Regions from separate parts of the Sus scrofa genome. Here all the other regions are linked to region 3. A link is a contact called in public HiChIP or PLAC-seq data. All regions are on one chromosome and are shown on one strand. The core of a region is the stretch at or near the end of the contact, and the rest is flanking DNA. Distances in the headings are between cores, read along the strand shown.

Evidence for each region. HiChIP or PLAC-seq counts read pairs in DNA pulled down with a chosen protein or histone mark.
Region 1: a contact with region 3 is called in an H3K27ac HiChIP or PLAC-seq map of skeletal muscle. The contact joins two enhancer-like sites. A contact is called at or near these places in 3 of 47 Hi-C or Micro-C datasets (liver and skeletal muscle) and 1 of 2 datasets of contacts at active chromatin or transcription factors (skeletal muscle).
Region 2: a contact with region 3 is called in an H3K27ac HiChIP or PLAC-seq map of skeletal muscle. The contact joins two enhancer-like sites. A contact is called at or near these places in 1 of 47 Hi-C or Micro-C datasets (epiblast stem cells) and 2 of 2 datasets of contacts at active chromatin or transcription factors (alveolar macrophages and skeletal muscle).

The regions. Positions count from the first base shown.
Region 1 is chr6:151,250,630-151,253,904 of Sscrofa11.1, forward strand. It overlaps LOC106507659 (a long non-coding RNA gene), which reads left to right. Exons shown (of 2, transcript XR_002345466.1): 2 at 45-777. Among named protein-coding and RNA genes, the nearest start is that of NFIA, 22 kb to the left of the region's middle. Within about 2 kb of position 1,317, at least 41 of the 83 cell types and tissues checked have an H3K27ac peak or open chromatin away from gene starts, as enhancers often do. A contact at or near this core is called in skeletal muscle, where this site is marked.
Region 2 is chr6:150,841,779-150,845,147 of Sscrofa11.1, forward strand. All of the region lies in intron 10 of NFIA (nuclear factor 1 A-type), which reads right to left. Among named protein-coding and RNA genes, the nearest start is that of TM2D1, 230 kb to the left of the region's middle. Within about 2 kb of position 1,738, at least 20 of the 83 cell types and tissues checked have an H3K27ac peak or open chromatin away from gene starts, as enhancers often do. A contact at or near this core is called in skeletal muscle, where this site is marked.
Region 3 is chr6:151,057,957-151,061,172 of Sscrofa11.1, forward strand. The region is part of intron 2 of NFIA (nuclear factor 1 A-type); the gene reads right to left. Among named protein-coding and RNA genes, the nearest start is that of NFIA, 170 kb to the right of the region's middle. Within about 2 kb of position 1,530, at least 24 of the 83 cell types and tissues checked have an H3K27ac peak or open chromatin away from gene starts, as enhancers often do. A contact at or near this core is called in skeletal muscle, where this site is marked.

The sequences.
Region 1 (3,275 bases), core at 67-2,566, 190 kb after region 3:
GAAAAAAAAGTAAAACCCAACTCTCACTTATTTTACTTTCTCAGATCAAGGAAACGGACTTCAAGCAAAATAATCAACTTTATGTAGTTTATTTTTAAACTCCTCTATTTTCAGTAGCTCATTTTCTTCCTTAACTAAGTCACACCGCTTTGTTCGAGTTCACATCTACCTCTCCCACGTGTCCCCACTAACCGACTCAGTGATTCGCACCCAGCGAGACCGAAGGAGTGGAAACCGTCCTGAAAGGAGCCCTGCCGGCATTTGGTCCCAGGGTAAAGCGCTCCATTTCAGAAGTTCTGAGAAAAGTGTCTTCTTCCGAAACTACCAGTGGAGCAAATCATTTACCTAATTCATTCAAGAGCCTCCATAGGAAGGACTTTGGAGCCTGATGATCCTCATAATTCGGTACTAATGAAAACCCCTTTGGCCCTTCGCTTTCGGCCCCGCGAGAGACGGCATCCGCTCCCAGGACGAGAAGAGCGGGCCTGGCTCGCGGCGGCCCCTCCCCATCTAACCCCAGATGGCACAACCCGAGAGCACAGCGACGACGGCGGCGACTCCAGACGCCGCCCGTGCCACCGTCCTATCCGCCACTGTGCCACTCTCGCCCCCTCTCCTCCAGCGCGGGCCCCTCCCGCTTTCCCTTCCTTCTCACCCTCCCCAGGGCTTTTTATGGGGGTAAGAGGTAAATTGGGAATATTTCCTCTGTCGCGAAACATTCTCCTTCCTCAGCCATCTCCCACTCGGGCGGATTGGAATTAAAATCCGGTAATTCAACTTTGCTGCGAAAACTCGGGTTCCTGGGGAGGGGCCGGAGGGAAGGAAGACCCCGCGGTGAATGCGCAGCCCTAGGAGGCTCCCATCCCGCCTCGCTGCCGCCCGGCGGGGAGGATGAAAGCCGAAGGCCGGGGAGGGGCTGCGCGCTCCCCCGAGGGGGCTAGGGTTTGGGGCGGAGGAGGCCGAGGCTAGGTGGCGAGTGCGGGGCCGGGGCTTCAGGGCTCGCGGGTACCCGGACCCTCTTCCCAGGCTGCGCGCTCCCGGCCCTGCAGGTGCACCCCCTCCGCCCCCTTGCAAGCCCCTCCAAGAAAACCGCCTTCCGGCCCAAGTTCGGTCCTTGGAGGCTTTGAACGTGGCCTTTCAGAAGTTTTTAAAGCTGCTCCGCCCCGCGCAGCATTCAAGGGTCACACTCCCCTCCATCCCTCCACCCGCGCTACAGCTGCAGCACCAGGGGGTGCAGGGAAGGAGTGGGGCGGGGTGTGGGGGGAGGCCGTCGGCAGGCCGAGGCTCAGGGGTCCAAGCACCGCCCAGAAGCGCCAAGCTCGGCCTAGAGCGCTTGGAGATCCGCTCCCGAGCCCAACCTCTGAGGAAGCACAGGCAGACAGCTCCTGCACCGCGCCAGCCACGGGGGGGTGGGGGTGGGGGTGGGGGAGAGGGGAGGGGAGGGGCAGTGGGGAGAGGAAGAGAGACCGGGCGGGGGAAGGGCACAACCACATTACCAGGGTTCCTGTGCTGAGCTGCAGCCAAGGGACTATTTAAACTGGCCTTGAGGGGAGGCAGCTGGTGACCCGCGTCCTCGCCCTCCAAGTTCCCCGCGAATCAGGGCGCCACCTACAGGCAAGTTTCGGATAGCAGGAGGGAGAAAGGGAGACAGCCCGTCAAGGAAAGCCACCCAGGGGAGCAGGACCCTGTTTTCTCCAGGGCCATCTCCCGCTCCTGAGTCTGAGTTCTGAGCTCCAGAGTTATGGATCTACTGGCAGCAGCAAGAGTTCTGAGGGCACTGAGAATGAGCTTTTAGGGAATGAGGAATTGAGGTAGTAAATACAGGAGTTGGAGGATTCATGGACCAAAGTCCCTCTTCTAGGCTGGTCTTAGAAAATGCAGCTTGTTTCGCTGAGAAGAGTGGCTGTGTGGCCGTGGACAAGTTGCTTGATCTTTCCAATCCTTGGTTTCTTCATCCCTTAAAAGAGGTATAGTGGTGCCTGCCTGACAGGGTCTTTTCTAGAATTAAACGAGATAATGTAGATGAGAAACTGCAGGTGCCTTCTAGAGGGAGATTTCATCGATTTCTAATATGGAAAAACTGTCTTTTAACCTAGGAAATCTAACTTATAAGACTTTGTCTAGCTTCTTTCTGTTTGTTGAAGATTAGGGCCTTTGAAGAGGATAGAGAGAGTCAAAGAGGTGTGAGTGTCTGATTAGGATAGAAGGACCAGTTAGTGGAAGTTTTGACAACTGCTCTCTAGCTAACCCCCTTCTTATAGACATATAATAACATATTATATTTATGCATCACTTAGTATTGCTATTTACTATTACCTCATTTAATTTTATCACTTATATGGCATATGTTTTTCCCATATTGAAGATGTGAAAACAAAGACGTGGGGATACAAGCCATAGCTGGTACCTTTTTTTTTTTTTCTTTAAAGAAAATTTCCAACTTAGCAGCTCTAGATCTGTATTTCAGAATCTACCTTTGACATCAATTTATTAAGCACCTACTATGTGCTTGGTTATATATATTAGGAATTTCACATGTGATTCTCAGGTCTCATGTGATTCTCATATCATGTCTGTGAAGCAGGACTTCAAGATCTCCCTTCACAGAAGAGGAGAGCTCGGTTCAGGGAGACCCAGGGCATCATTTAATGTCCTACAGAGAAGTGGTGGAGCCAGGTCATGAGGAGCCCTGATCTTCCGACTATACATCCACGAACCTTCTACTGCACCAAAACTGAGCATATTCCCAACTAGCTTTGGGGCACACATACAAGTTTGGGAAAGGTCACCTGGAGAAGTGGACACCTTGATGGTTTCTCCATGTTGAAGGTGTAGTAAATGACGGCGTCTAGAACCTTTAGTAATGGTAGAGTATTACAGTGTTTCCTAATGAAATATTGACCATGGGAGAAGTGGGCAGGGGTGCAATGGAGAAGCCAAGGAATGAGTTGATCTGTATACTTTTATAAATATGAATAACATTTATTTAATGATGGAACCCACCAAATCTCATTACAACAAATACTCTTGTAGAATTCCCATTATGGCACAGCAGAAATGAATCCAACTAGGAACCATGAGGTTGTGGGTTCGATCCCTGGCCTTGCTCAGTGGTTTAAGGATCCAGCATTGCTGTGAGCTGTGGTGTAGGTCAAAGACACAAGACCGGCTCAGAACTGATATTGCTGTGGCTGTGGCATATAGGCCAGCAGCTGTAGCTCAGACTGGACCCCTAGTCTGGGAATCTCCATATGCCGCAAGTGCGGCCCTAAAAA
Region 2 (3,369 bases), core at 488-2,987, 220 kb before region 3:
GGTTATTTAAGGACATCCACGCACAGAAAACAGAAACATGCAAACACAGGGAGGCCTCTGCCCCGACTCTCCCACTCCTTCCTACCCAAGTCAGCCCCCAAAGAGGATGCTGCCAACCAGTACTGCAGGAGTTGGGGTCAGTGTTTCGACGTCTCTCTTGAGGAGATGCTATCTCTGCTGGGTCACGCTAATCCAGTTACTCATATTTGGCTTCCTGCTCTTATTTGGATGAGCTCAAGCCCACTGTCGAGCCGTCCTTGGCAAATCAGCGAGAAACCTGCTCGTCCTCCCCACCCTCTTCCAAGACAGTGGAAAGGGACAGGGCCTCTGGGCACACTCCTGGTTTCCCACGTTAGGCGACACCGCTTTGGAGTACTTCATTTTTTCAGCAAAATATTAGCATCCTACCGTATGCTTTGTATGCTAGGCTCTGGGGACAGAACAAGTACAAAAAATATGGCACCTGCACTTAAGGAGCTGTCCTACGGAAAGCAGATGCTGGATTGTAGACTTCTCTGTCTTTCAAGGTACCAACTACCCCTGCTTTTCTCCCAGTAGGATCTTTAAAAATATATGCCAGCTGGTGAGGCTGCGTATCCAGTGTCTGAGGGACCCAGAACCGAGTCTCACTTTTTCCACACCAGTGGTGTGATTTCCAGGAAGCAGGTCTCTGTCCTTGGGCCCCCAGAGGGCTACTGTGAGGGCCGTTCTGAAGTTTCTTTTCTTTTCTTTTTAGGGCCACACCCATGGCATATGGAAGTTTCCAGGGGAGGGGTCGAAACAGAGCTGCAGTTGCTGGCCTACGCCACAGCCACAGCAATGCGGGATCCTTAACCTACTGAGCGAGGCCAGGGATCGAACCCGAGAGTCCTCATGTATACTAATTGGGTTCGTTACCACTCAGCCACGACGGGAACTCCATTCTGCAGTGTCTGACGCCGCTTTCTTCTGACAAAGGTGACACGGCGTCCCCAGGTGTCAGTTATGGTATTGCCAGCCATGGGGATTTGATCTCTGCAGTCACTTTTCTTGCCTGATTTTGTTAATTAAAGAAAGCCTGTTTTCAATAACGCTAAACCAAGACTTGTTTATTGTACAGGAAGCTATTAAAATGTTAATGGGCCATGATTGGCCCCTGCTTACCTTTTCGGCCTTATCTCTTCACTGCTTGTACCCAACACTTGGGCTGTCTTCAACGTCTTCCAGGTGCCCCCAAGTCAAATGCTTTCTCCCTGCTGGGCCTTGGCATAGCTGTGCCCCTCTCCTTGGCTTTGCTAACACTTGTTAGTCCTTGCGTTCTCAGACTAAGTCCCTTCTTCCAAGGGGTTTTTCTCTAGGCCTTTAGTCCTGGGTTTACCTCTGTCACGGTTACTGAACTGTAATTACCTGCTTTTCCCCTCAAGAAAATGGACTATCTTCTTCTATGTGGCAAGAAGGCACCAGGCCAGTGTCTTGCCTGGTGGCTGGATAAATACTGTTGAATAAAGGATGCAAGAAAGAAACGAGGCATCTCCAAGGTTCCCGAAGCCTGAGGTCAGTTACCCAACAAGGCCTGTAGATGGGTGGCTTCTAGCGTGGCTGTGCCACATCCATGCTCTCACCTCATGTCCACGTTTCCCCAAGTGGCAGGTGCTCTCCCCAGGGAGACACAGGGCTCCACAGGCGACCCCGGGCCGTTCTGACTGAAGAGCTCTTGTGACGGGGCCAACGGCAGCCGACTGCGTCCGCAGCATGTGCAATAGTTTTGTGACGTGGACTGCTGCCTACTTACTACGAGCACAGAGGAGTCGTCCAAACCACCACTCCCTGGAGAGTGACCGTGCTGCTCCCGGCCAAGACCTCTCTTTGGTTCAAACCTCAAGACGGGAAAACACTAATCTTTTTACCCAATAAGCCATGCAGCACCTCCAAACCTGGAGAGTACACACACAATCCAATTATTCCGACTCCTGTTCCAAAGTCAGACTCTCTCATGGCATTCCAGCTTGCCCTGGTGTCTGCCTCACCATTCAGTACAGTTCTTTTTTGGATCTCCCTTTACATTTGTATCAAGTAATCTTTTACCTCGTGAAACCAAAGACTTCTGAATTAAAAACTGCACTCTGGCCCACTCACCTTGGCTCTGCAGACTTCCTGGAGGGCTGTGTGCATTGCGTGCGCTAAGAGCTTGGGCTCTGGAGTCAAGAGTTAACAGAATCCCATCACTTAACTAGTACACTGTTATGTGCTAGTTAATTGAGCTTAGGTTAAGTTAGCACCTCTGGGTCTGAGTTTTAGACTCTGTGCAATTGGAGGTAACTTGATCAGCTTTTGTGAGAACTGACTGAGCTAATGCCTGCAGAGGGACAAGGATAGAAAACCCAAAACCGGGGTAAATAGTTCTCCAAACATACAGTGTATACAGGCGTTTTTTAAAGGTCCACAGGAGACCTACGGAGGACCAGTTCCCTTGGAAAGGCATCGCTCACCAAGGAGACTTTCTCTTATTTAATGATATAATTTCTTAGTTAAAAGTAGCAGCTGTGTCAGTTCCATTTCCCCAGTTGCAAGAGAAAGTTCTTGAGAAAATAAAAATCTGTCTTTAATTGCGGTATTAAAATCAGAGCAGCGAAACCAACCGCACAAAAGGAACTGGCTCAAGTTTATGAAAGGCATTTGGGCCCTTGCCTTGCAAGGCTGAACTGCACGCCTTGGAAGTTGGGGGTGAGGCGGGGAGAGGGGAACCAGGGGTTGGGGGGGGGGCGGGGGAGAGAGTAGTCAGGCAACCAAGTGGGACAGCAACAATCCTATTTTGGTTTTTGTTAGCGAATGGCATACTACATAGATCAGAGACTTCTTATAAAATACAAACCCCCACTGTACACAAAGCACAGGAAAATGTGAGGAAAAAAGGGAAAAACGAAAAGCAGCTTAGGGTGTGTTAACGCTGCTATTCTGTCAGCTTAAAGAGTATTTTATGCTTGATCAACAGCTCTTTTTTATTGTGCTTTTCTTTCATTCATTCAAGACATCAAAGCCGGGCACCACCAGTGTACCTGCCCTTCTGGAGCCGCTTGCGAGGGGTTGTAATGAAGCACGGCTCTGGGAGCCGGAGACCCCCGCGGACACGGCAGTTCAAAGGGAATATTTCCACAATGATTACATTTTGTAAATCTTTTTATGAAGGAGACAGCTTATTTCCTGCTTTTTCATGAAAAATAGATTCTGTCCATTAAAGTGAGCCCACACCACCGCGGAAGCTGCTTGAGATCTGAGGTGCAGCGTGGAGATTAAGGGGACAACGACCCGATGAAATCGTCCAGAGTTCCGATCTATCTGCCCACGATGGCACTGCCGGATGCTCTGGGTGGAGCCCAGACAGTGCACTGG
Region 3 (3,216 bases), core at 280-2,779:
CAGAGTCTACACCAAGTGTACACTGCACAACCTAAGAGCTCCATGACTGAACGAATCCTAAAACTGCAGGTTGCCAAAAGCGCAAACTATATAAACTATATCACTACAATATTACTACTAGCCGATTCCACCAGCTGACATAAAGCAAAACACCACCTTCACGACATGCAGCTTTTCTGAGTACCTACTTAAACATTAAATAAGTGCTCCAGCAATTAAAAATTATCTTTAGGAATTCAGGTTTTAATTAGAATATAAAACCTAGCCCATAGCTGATATTAAACAGAAGACCTATTTAAGGAATTCTCTGAGTAAACTGACTGCCTGGAGAAGTTAATTCAGCAAGTGTCAACAGAGAAAAATTTTAACGAGTTGTAGAAATATATTCACTATTAGATCATTTTTCAAAATACCACAAACTTCGCTGTTCTTCAGCTTAGTTTATCATTAATTATTTATATCTAATAACCAAAACATATGGTAAAAACTTCACAGGGTCTCATTAAAATCCTTTTCTCCAGGTTTTATTTTTTAAGTTCAAACTATTTTTCCTTATTATGATTTCCTCAGCTTCGCTATCTACCTTGGAACCCAAGCACATTATGGAGCCAGCACAATGAACTAACATGCCAGCAGAAGTAGTATGCTCCACCTATCCAAGAATTTTAAAAGCATCCAAGTACACACACACTGTCTCCTGTGTAGCCTGGAGATCCCTATTGAGCTCATGCCAAGTGTCTGAGAAGTTGGACCCTGCATCCGGTATTTACACTAAGCTAAAATTCTAATCAGCACTAACAGCAGTATGTTTTAATTCACCCTTATGATTTTATTTCAATCTGCTAAGTAGCACAACTGCCAGAAAGCAATTGCTATAAACTTAAGTAAACAAATGCAAAACTAAAATAAATCTTAAACCTGTTGTATATAAAGTTTGTGCCACTTTAGGCAGGCAGTACAAAAAGGCACAGCCCGAAGCCTTGGTGAAGGCTCTTGGATCTCAGCGAGAAAGCGCTTTCAAAGTACTGCCTCGCCTGGCCTCCCCCCACGCCACTCCCCACCCCCACCCCTTCCCCGAGAACTGCTCGGTGCACACGCGATCCGGTGGAGAAAACGGCCGAGTTATTTGACGGCGCTGTTTTCACCTCACGTATTCCCCTGAACAGCCTTCTGCCAAGCGTGTGAAACAAGGAGCACACGGTGACTACTTGAATCTCTGGATGACACCACAGCCACTCGTGCCAAGGCGCTGGTGCCAAGTCTCGCATCTTCGGGGTCCTCCCCCCCCTTCCTTTTCGGGTGGGGGTTGTGTGGTGGGGGTGGGGTGGGGGGTGGCACGGGGGGAACCCGGCCGGCAAACCCCGCGAGGTTGGTCACCATTTTGAACCTGCTCAGTGAGCGCAGACCTTGGCAGCCATCTTACAGCTTGGCAACCATTTTGAAAATGTGTCTGGCAGGCTCTCAGGACTCGCTGACACCGTTGAAATAGAAGGCTAGTTAAAAATAGTCCACGTCCAACACCACCGAGTGATACCAGGTAGAAGAGCCCTCGGCAAGTCCTGCCAGGCAAACACTTCATAACGTCTTCCCCGAGGTAAAGGACATCCCAGTTTGCTCAACGTAAATGCATCACCCCTGAAGCAGCGGAGCAATCCGACGCCTTAACCCTTTAACAGACCAGTTCTGGGAAAATCCCTCCTGGAGGGACACCAGCAAGGAGGAGAGTGGAAGGGATGAAGAAGGAAAGAGATGGCCAAAACACTGCTGCAACTGACATCAGAACACACACACACACACACCTATCCACGACATAAAATCCGAGGGAGAAGGGCTGCCGCCCCACAACACAGGACGAGGCTAGAAAATGACCCCAAAATGCTAGGCTGTGTCCTGATTCATGTTCTATGAGCTCATGGAAACTACCTTGAGGAGCTTTAAGGAAATTACCTAAAAAACAGGAACAAATGTTATCTTAAGAACTACTCTAGGAGTTCCCTTGTGGCACAGTGGATAGGATTGCGCATTGTCACTGCTGTGGCTTGGATTCGATCCCTGACCTGGGAACTGCCACATGCTGTGAGCACCGCCGAAAAAAGAACTACTCCAACGAAAACAAAAAGGAAAAACTGGTACATAACATCATCTTTCCAAAACTAAGAGTTATAAATGTTTTCTGACAATGCTGTTACAGCTTTCTCCATAAGCTTCAATGTTTCGAACTCGACCAAAAATAAGACCTGTCCTTAAAAACATTTCTTGATGGCTATAAATCTGAAATAAAAACGATAATGTTGCTTTGGTGTGACTCTGGCACCCTTACCAGATTTATATAATTTTATAGAAGGTTGAATTAACTAAATGACACAGAATGATAATTTTACCACTATATGGAAAAGAAAAAATAACATTCTATCTCAAATATCTTTTCCATACCGAAATAAATAACATATAATGTACAATTTAGTGTCTTCCCTTCAGTGTTATGAATATTTAATATATTATATGGGGGGGGTGTTTCATGGCAAAAAGACCACATTGTTTATGGTTTTATGAAAAAAATCTAAACGAACTTCTTTCCCTGATTCTATTATTGTGGTTAAATCATAAACATGATGATAAAGCCTAAAGAATTCTGAATCTTGCGATGTTAAAAAGCAAAAATGGAGTCAATAAAGAATATTCCCAGCCAAGTATCTGTTATTTAAATTTTAAGATACCTTAGGCCATGATGGGTACCTGGCTTGTATTCTAGTTTTAACTGTGACGTAATTCAATACAGCACCTAAAAAGCTAAATCTATGCACTATTTATACTGTTTATTATATTGCAGGGCTTTTCAAACTTGAAGACTAAATTTTTACATTTCTTTTGAAATTCAATTCAGGAAATATTTTACTTCACATAATATCATAGAGAGTGAAATAATTAATTAAACCATGATCCAAATTGAACTTTGTCTAGGGAAACATTATGCTGAAATGAAACAGCCTAAAGTCTTGATACTATTAGATGTCTCTTTATTGAATGACAGTATCTGCAGTAGATGACGTAAACGGTGCTAGAACAGTTTGGAATGCATTGATAAATTGCTCTATCGATTCCGTTCTGCTTCACTTACCATAATTATAGCCCGGTAATGGAAGACATGAATGATATATTTTTACTAGGGAGGAAAGCCCGGAGTTTGCCTATTTCTTTATGCGATTATACCAAATC